Linked DNA regions of Sus scrofa: region 1 is linked to region 2. A link is a contact called in public HiChIP or PLAC-seq data. All regions are on one chromosome and are shown on one strand. The core of a region is the stretch at or near the end of the contact, and the rest is flanking DNA. Distances in the headings are between cores, read along the strand shown.

What was found. HiChIP or PLAC-seq counts read pairs in DNA pulled down with a chosen protein or histone mark.
Region 1: an H3K27ac HiChIP or PLAC-seq map of skeletal muscle shows a contact between it and region 2. The contact joins the enhancer-like site here to the promoter of CLIP1 in region 2. A contact is called at or near these places in 5 of 5 promoter capture datasets (fetal liver, fetal skeletal muscle, liver and 1 more), 6 of 47 Hi-C or Micro-C datasets (embryonic fibroblasts, heart right ventricle, mesenchymal stem cells and 2 more) and 2 of 2 datasets of contacts at active chromatin or transcription factors (alveolar macrophages and skeletal muscle).

Annotation. Positions count from the first base shown.
Region 1 is chr14:30,391,056-30,394,558 of Sscrofa11.1, reverse strand. CLIP1 (CAP-Gly domain-containing linker protein 1) reads right to left here. Exons shown (of 26, transcript XM_021072961.1): 5 at 3,090-3,312. Among named protein-coding and RNA genes, the nearest start is that of CLIP1, 72 kb to the right of the region's middle. Within about 2 kb of position 1,373, at least 16 of the 83 cell types and tissues checked have an H3K27ac peak or open chromatin away from gene starts, as enhancers often do. A contact at or near this core is called in skeletal muscle, where this site is marked.
Region 2 is chr14:30,319,589-30,323,033 of Sscrofa11.1, reverse strand. It overlaps CLIP1 (CAP-Gly domain-containing linker protein 1), which reads right to left and starts at 2,164. Exons shown (of 26, transcript XM_021072961.1): 1 at 2,013-2,164.

The DNA of each region.
Region 1 (3,503 bases), core at 124-2,623, 72 kb before region 2:
TTGGCAAATGTTTGTCCAAGGCTGTTCACTTCACTCTAGATAAAGGCTGACTTGACTTCATCCTCTGCAATCAAAGCCTTCTTTGCCACTCGAATGTTCTCATCATCCATCTCCCTGAACCCCATCCAGGATACAGACTGACAGCAAGGATCTGCCGTCAATGAATAGTTGGGTAGCTGCTCGACTATGAGAGTGAATTAAACCCAAATTGTCCTTTGCTGTATCTATTTAGTGAAATTGTTGAATTACTTAAATAGATGGGGGGGGGGCAGAGGGAGGGCAGCAATTCCTTGTTCTCTTTAACTCTCTGACCTTGATTTTCCAATTTCACCACGTGGTTATACTTTCCCGTCCTAGCAATTCTTCCTGGATACACTAAATCTGAGGTTCCCAAACCCTCCACAGAGATACACCCCAGGGTGCTGCAGCAAACTCACAGGGTGCTGTGGAATGTTTCTAAATGCCTAGGGAAACAGCGACAACTGTTGGACACAGTGCAAACTACTAGCTGGAGGCAACTGGGTTTCAGTTGTGGTCTGTACTACATTCCTTTCCATAACGTCATGTCTTTCCAAAGCTGGGTTCTGGCTACTGCCAGGACAAAAAGAAAGTTCTGTGCAAAACTCCATGCAGCACAGGACATGGGGACGGTAGTGCTCGGTAAGAGTCCACCCTTTGACAGGATACACAGTGCCCAACGAGAGCATGCAACCTAATAGTAACTGTGGCTATTTAAGAATGAAAACAAAATGTTACGTTTCCTTTCAATTAATGCGTGTCATTGTTTTTTTTTTGAAGAGCTACTAAATTGTAAGGACATAAGTATTAAGTTGTTTGGACCTAATTACTTAATAAACAGGACTGTTAGTTATTTCTTTTGGCCTATAGGCACTGTGAAAAAATAATTCTTTCTTGAGTAATTTTTATTGCGTTGTACTTAAGTGTCTGTGAAACTGAAAAGTTTGGGCACCTCTGTACTCAACACTTTCAGAAGATCATTAAAGAATCTTTCGGCATTTTCATATACACACAAGGAATCCTACTGCTGAGATGTCTTTTTAGGAAGTCATGCTTTCAATTATTCTGTATTTTTGGTATATTCATTTATGGTCATTTTTGCCTTAAAAAATGACAGCTCTCTATAGAAAGATGTACAAAAACTAGCTGTTTTACAAGGCAGGGAAACTCATTTCTCTTTTGCTAGTTTTTGTCACTGAATGAGGTGTGAGCTAAAAGGAGTCAGAACTGGTCTAAAAAGTACAAGAGGCTAGAAGTTTCCACTATGGTGCAACGGGATGGACGGTGTCTGGGGAGCGCTAGGTCACAGGTTTGATGGCTGGCCCGGCACAGAAGGTTAAGGATCTGGCATTGCTGCAGCTGCAGCTTGGGTTGCAACTGTTGCTTGGATCTGATCCCCGGCCCAGGAATTCCATGTGCTACAGGGCAGCCAAAAAAGAAAAAAAAAGTAAAAGAGGCTGGAGGGAGCAAGGAGGGCTTGGGTATTCTCCAAACAGACACTTAATTACAACGCAATAAAAATTACTCAAGAAAGAATTTCTAACCCAGGGTAGACACTTCTGCAGAATTGTTCCCGGATGAGCAAAGTAAACCAGACATACACCTTAGAGTTCACCAATCCATGCTAATACGGCATGGTCCAAACAGAGGGGTTTCTTCACCTCCATTTCATTCAAACATCCAAAAAGTTCTTGTCAAGCTTTTCTCATAAAGTTCATTTATAATTTTTATGAAGACACAGACTTTTTTTTTTTTTTTTTTTTTTTGGCTTTTATGTTTTAGGCCACATGTGTGGCATAAGGAGGTACCCAGGCTAGGGATCAAATCAGAGCTATAGCTGCTGGCCTACACCACAGCCACAGCAACAAGGGATCCAAGCTGCATCTGTGACGTACACCACAGCTTGTGGCAACTCAGGATCCCCAACCCACCAAGGGGGGCCAGGGATCAAACCTGCATCCTCATGGATACTAGTGGGATTCATTTCTGCTGTGCCACCTCGGGAACGCCCAGATATTCTTTTATATGCAAAATGACATAGTCCGAGCAGGTTATTTATTTTACATGAACATTAGAGGAAGGAAGTCCAGCTGGCTGCAGAGGAGCATAACCCCTGCTTTAAAGAAATATTCCTCCTCTCCTCCCTTCCCTGTCCAACATCAGTGGAATGAAGGTGAAAAGAAATCCAGGGCCAGTGGCCTTACTTCCCATCATGCTTCATAATCCAACTCCCGTCTGTGGACCCTGGCATAACACAGAGATCCAGGACTCAATCTGGAGTATAGCCTTATCCTGCCATTTCAAATTCAAGCAGTGTTTGCCTCACTCCAAGTGAATAAACTAAAGGGGGGGGCAGTGAATCCAAACAGTCATTGCTTTGACCCTAAAAAAGCATGACATTAACAAACAGAATGAGAGGCTGCCTGTTTTGATTCTGATGATTTTTATCTTACTGATCTAAACAGGAAAGATGGAGAGTGAGGAAGACGGAGGAGTGGGATGGGGGAGATGGAGAGAGAAGACAAAACAACACCTGGCTTTCCCTAGCATCCTTTCAAGTTCCCCAAGTTCCCTTCTGCATCCTCCATCAGGAACACTCCACACTGTGACTACTTTCAGGCGGCTCAACTGTATTAATGTAATATTGAAATTCTAAGAACATGCCTTTGCTCAAAATACTTTAGTTCCTAAAGTTGAAGTCAAAGAGAAGGAGACCCAGGTCCTTGAAGCAAAGGATCCCTCCAATGTTCCTATCATTCTTGCACCAAAATAATTTCAGAAGAAAGAATCATGCCATATATTAGATGAAGCAGTAGTTACTAGAGATTCACTAAGAACTGGGACATTTACTTAAAGCCTCAAGCATCAGAAAGGGGCTGTTAAAAACTCTATTTAAAGCTTTTATTCTTACTAGTGGTCAGTTTGTTTTCTGACATCTGTAGGGGCTCTCACACACTACAACTAGCATTTAGTGCAAGGGCAGGGGGAGATTAAGCATTTCCCAAAGCAAAGCAGGTGCACTGACGGGGCGTTGGTCATGCCTGGGATGTGGATATGCAAGGGGGGCTCACCAATCCTGTCCGACTGGGCTTGCTGCTCACGGAGGAGGCCACGGAGCTCATGGAGCTGAGAGAGGAGGCGGAGGGGCTGCGCTTCAGGCTGGCGGGAGTGGTTGCCATCACCCGCCTCACAGCAGCAGCTTTGGCTTTGGCTGGTGTGGTGGAAGGGAAGCCAATCTTGGTCACTTTGTGGACAGGAGCAAACAGGCCATATTTGGGTTGACATTGAAAATACCTTTTGAGGACAAGAATGAGAACAGTAGCAAAAAGAAACTTAATTATGAGAAATAACAACTATAACAAAAAGCTCTCCTGACTGGTAACCTGTGACTGGTTCACTGTGAATTTTACCAACCAGCCTGCAGCATTCACTTGTGTGCAGGCTGGTAAACAAACTCCATGATGTTTTAGAAAACACAGGAGGAC
Region 2 (3,445 bases), core at 915-3,414:
GACAAAAATCAAAAGTGCCTATCTTTGTACAGAGTATAAGAGGTCCAATTTATCTCTTACACACCATGCATTGGGATTAGAATCCCAACAGAGATAGCACTTAAAAGGCAAGAAAACTAGACTTAAGTTCACATGCTTTTATGGGTCACATGAGATACAAGAGGCTTAATATCAGACACTAGATGAAAAAAATTTAAGGTAAATAAGAGCACCAAATTCTAAACTCTTGAAGAACAGAAACCAGATCCGCTCATGCCATATTCAAACTCAAGTAGGAGCTTAAGCAATTGTTGAGAAAAACAGGGAAGAGCACCATCTTTATCTTTAGAATACCTTCGAAGGGTCCATCCAGTTTGTTTTTTTACCTTTTGAACTAGGCCTAGCAGAAGCCTAAGCTGTACTTCACTTTCTCTGAACCTTAAAAACCCAGGACAAGCCCTTGGCCAAGCAAACACCCACTGTCTTTGCTTTAATAAGGGCCAGCCTTGCTCCTTGTCAGACAGCCACCACACTAATTCAATAACAAAGCACCTGGAGTCAGAATACCTGAGCTCAAATCCTGACACCACCACTTATCAGCTGTGTGGCCCTGGGCAGGGCAAGGTCCTTGACCTTTCTATGCCTCCTCTGTAAAATGGGGATAATGATAGCACAGTCACAGGTTAGATTAATTAATAAGATAAGACACACGAAACACTAGCCCAGGGCCTGACCACCAGAAACCCTCAATAAAGGTTAACATTTCCAGAGAAAAATGCACCAAAGCTGAGGAGCAACATACCTGAGCACTCTTGTCAAAGGTTATCATTAAACCCAAAGGTCTAATACATTTGGTCTCTAGGCTGTGCATACTATAGGTAGTAGCAGTTTTTAAAAAATAAAAAATAAAAATAACACCAACCAGAACCACAACCATAAGAGCAACAGCAGTAACACTAATACAAAGCTCTTATTGGCCAGGCAGGGTCCTAACCTAGAACAGAAAGAAGTCAAGGCTGCCGAACCAAAAAAAAAAAAAAGATGCAGCATTTTTTCCACCCTCCTTTTAAAATACAGTAATTGGCGCCCAGGTTTTGCTAAAAACAGGTATCGAAACATTGCAGACTGAACGTGTAATTTCTTCAAAGCAAAGAGGTGGGGCTGTGACGGGAGGGGGGGGTGGGGCGCGGTTCCTGCCAGATGGAAAAGCCACATGAAGTGGAGAAAGATGAGTTCAGGATTTCTCCCCAGATCAAAATCAGATATTTGAAGCACAGGACCGCCAAAGGAGGGGAAGCAGTGGTGTCTGCTTTTAAAATAACCTCTGAACAAGTGTCATCTGCCTTCAGAGCCAATCCCCTGCCGAGGCAGAAGGTTCGGGTTACGGGGCAGCGGGGTTATTTCAGAAATCCCTATCACCTCTCATCATCTACCTTCTCCAACAATCAGTCCCACTCGGGGGGGCTGTGTGTGGGGGACAAAAGCCACGGCCGGCCAGGCCCCAGGCCAGTTGGGTCAGCTCGCCGCCGAGGCCACGGCCAGGGTGCCCTCCATTCCGGTTCGCGGGCACCGCTGCCAAGGGCCCGGGCAATGCTCAGGTGGCCGCCGGGGCAACAGGTCCCGCCGGGCCTCGGCCCCTCCAGGGGGTCCACCCCCCCAGGGCCGAGGGGAGCAGAGAGGGACGCCAGGGAGGGAGCGGCGCCTGGGGCGGCGCAGGGGCAAGGAGTCCAAGCTCCATCTTGAGGCGGGCGGAGGAAGGGAAGGCCGGGCTCGGCGCTGACAGGGCCGGCGACTTTTCCGGCTCCGGGGGAGCACCCCAGAGACCCCTGGCCTCCAGGGCCATCCCCCTGGGGCTCCCCGGAACCCCTCGAGGGGGGGCGGTGCGCGGGACTCGGTCCCCCTCTCGGACGCCGGGCCGGCCCCCGACCCCAAGCCGGGAGGGCAGGAGAGGGCCCGGCGGGGCGGGAGGGGAAAGGTGAGGAGGGGACGGGGAAGGGGAGAGGGCCCGCGCCGCGCCCGCTCGCCCCGCTCACCGCTCGCCGCCGCCTCGGTAGCCGCCAGTCGCCGCCACCTGCCCCACTGCAGCAGCAGCAGCCGCGCGGCCGCCGCCTCCCGCCTCCCGGCTCGTCGGCTCCGGGCGGGGGAGAGCGTGACGCGCCGCCGCGGGGCCGGGCGGGCGCGCGCCGCCTGGAGAAGACGCCGCGGCGGCTCCACCCCGCGCGCTCCGCCGCCGCGCCCACTCCGGTCGGCCCAGCGCCTCGGACCCCGCCGCCAGCTCCGCGTCCGAGCCCCCAGCCGCTGCCTCTTTGTCTGCACCCGGGCCGCCGCTCTGGAGAAACGAACCTCAGACCCCCGGCGCGCCCGCCATCCAGCTCTCAGATCCCAGAGAGGACCGGGATGGGGAAGAAGGTGCGAGGAAACCCGAGAGGCCTGGACCAAGGGGCTTCTCATCATCTCGGTTAGTTCCCCATTTTCTGAACGTGTTCCCAGAATTTGCAAGTCACACCCGAGAGCTCCATTGAGACTTGATCGCACAGCCTGTTAATTTGCAGCTGATTTTTTTCTTTTTTCTTTTCCTTTTTTGCCAGATCCAGGGTGAGAAATCCTTTGAAATAAGCTCGGAGGAGCTGCCCACAGCTGGTTAACTTTAGGGAGCGTCCTCTCTGCCCTCCTCGCCCTCCAAGTAAGACCCAGGGTGAGCAACCTCTGGGGAAAGCACTGCAGCAAATGAAGCTTGAGAAGGACCATCTCCTCCCTCCCCTTCCCTCCAGGGAAAGACCGAGAGTTTAAAAATCCCTTGAAACAAACCCAACACTTGCTCCGTCAGTTTGAGAAAAGCCTTTTATTCGCCTCAGCCGCTTGGAGGGAAGCCCTGGTTAACGTCCTGTCCTCCCACCTCCCCACAGGGATCTCCTTTAAAAGCTTTTGAAAGGGACTGGAGGGGAGGCAGCAACAGCCTGCTCCGGGCCGGTGCAGCGGAGGGCGGCCAGCATTTCACTCCCATGGACCATGGCAACCCCAGAAGCTTTGCAGCTCCTGGAAGGAATTTGCAGCTGTGGGTGAAGCCCAGTATTTTACAACGACTTAGTAGTGGATAGGGGGCCCAGGGCTTCCCCATCCTCTCTGGTGGAAGGGAATAATCAGGAGGGTGACCCCCTTGCTGACCTTTATTCAAAGCACTGGTGCTGCTTGGACCAACAGGCATGCACAGAGCAGGGGGAGGGAACTGCAATGAAAATGCATGGAGTTCTGAACAAACAAGTAAATGTATCTGCTGGCACCTCCCCTGGATTCAGGCTTAAGTCACAAAAATCCTGTTTCCTAACTCAACATCACCTTAGTTTGCAAGTTGCAAGGTCAAAGTGTGGTGGCACCCCTGGTATCCAGTATGGATATTCCTAATCTGAAAGTCATACCTCACCCTCTCATCTGAATACTTTTCAGCACTAATGCACAACCTATATAA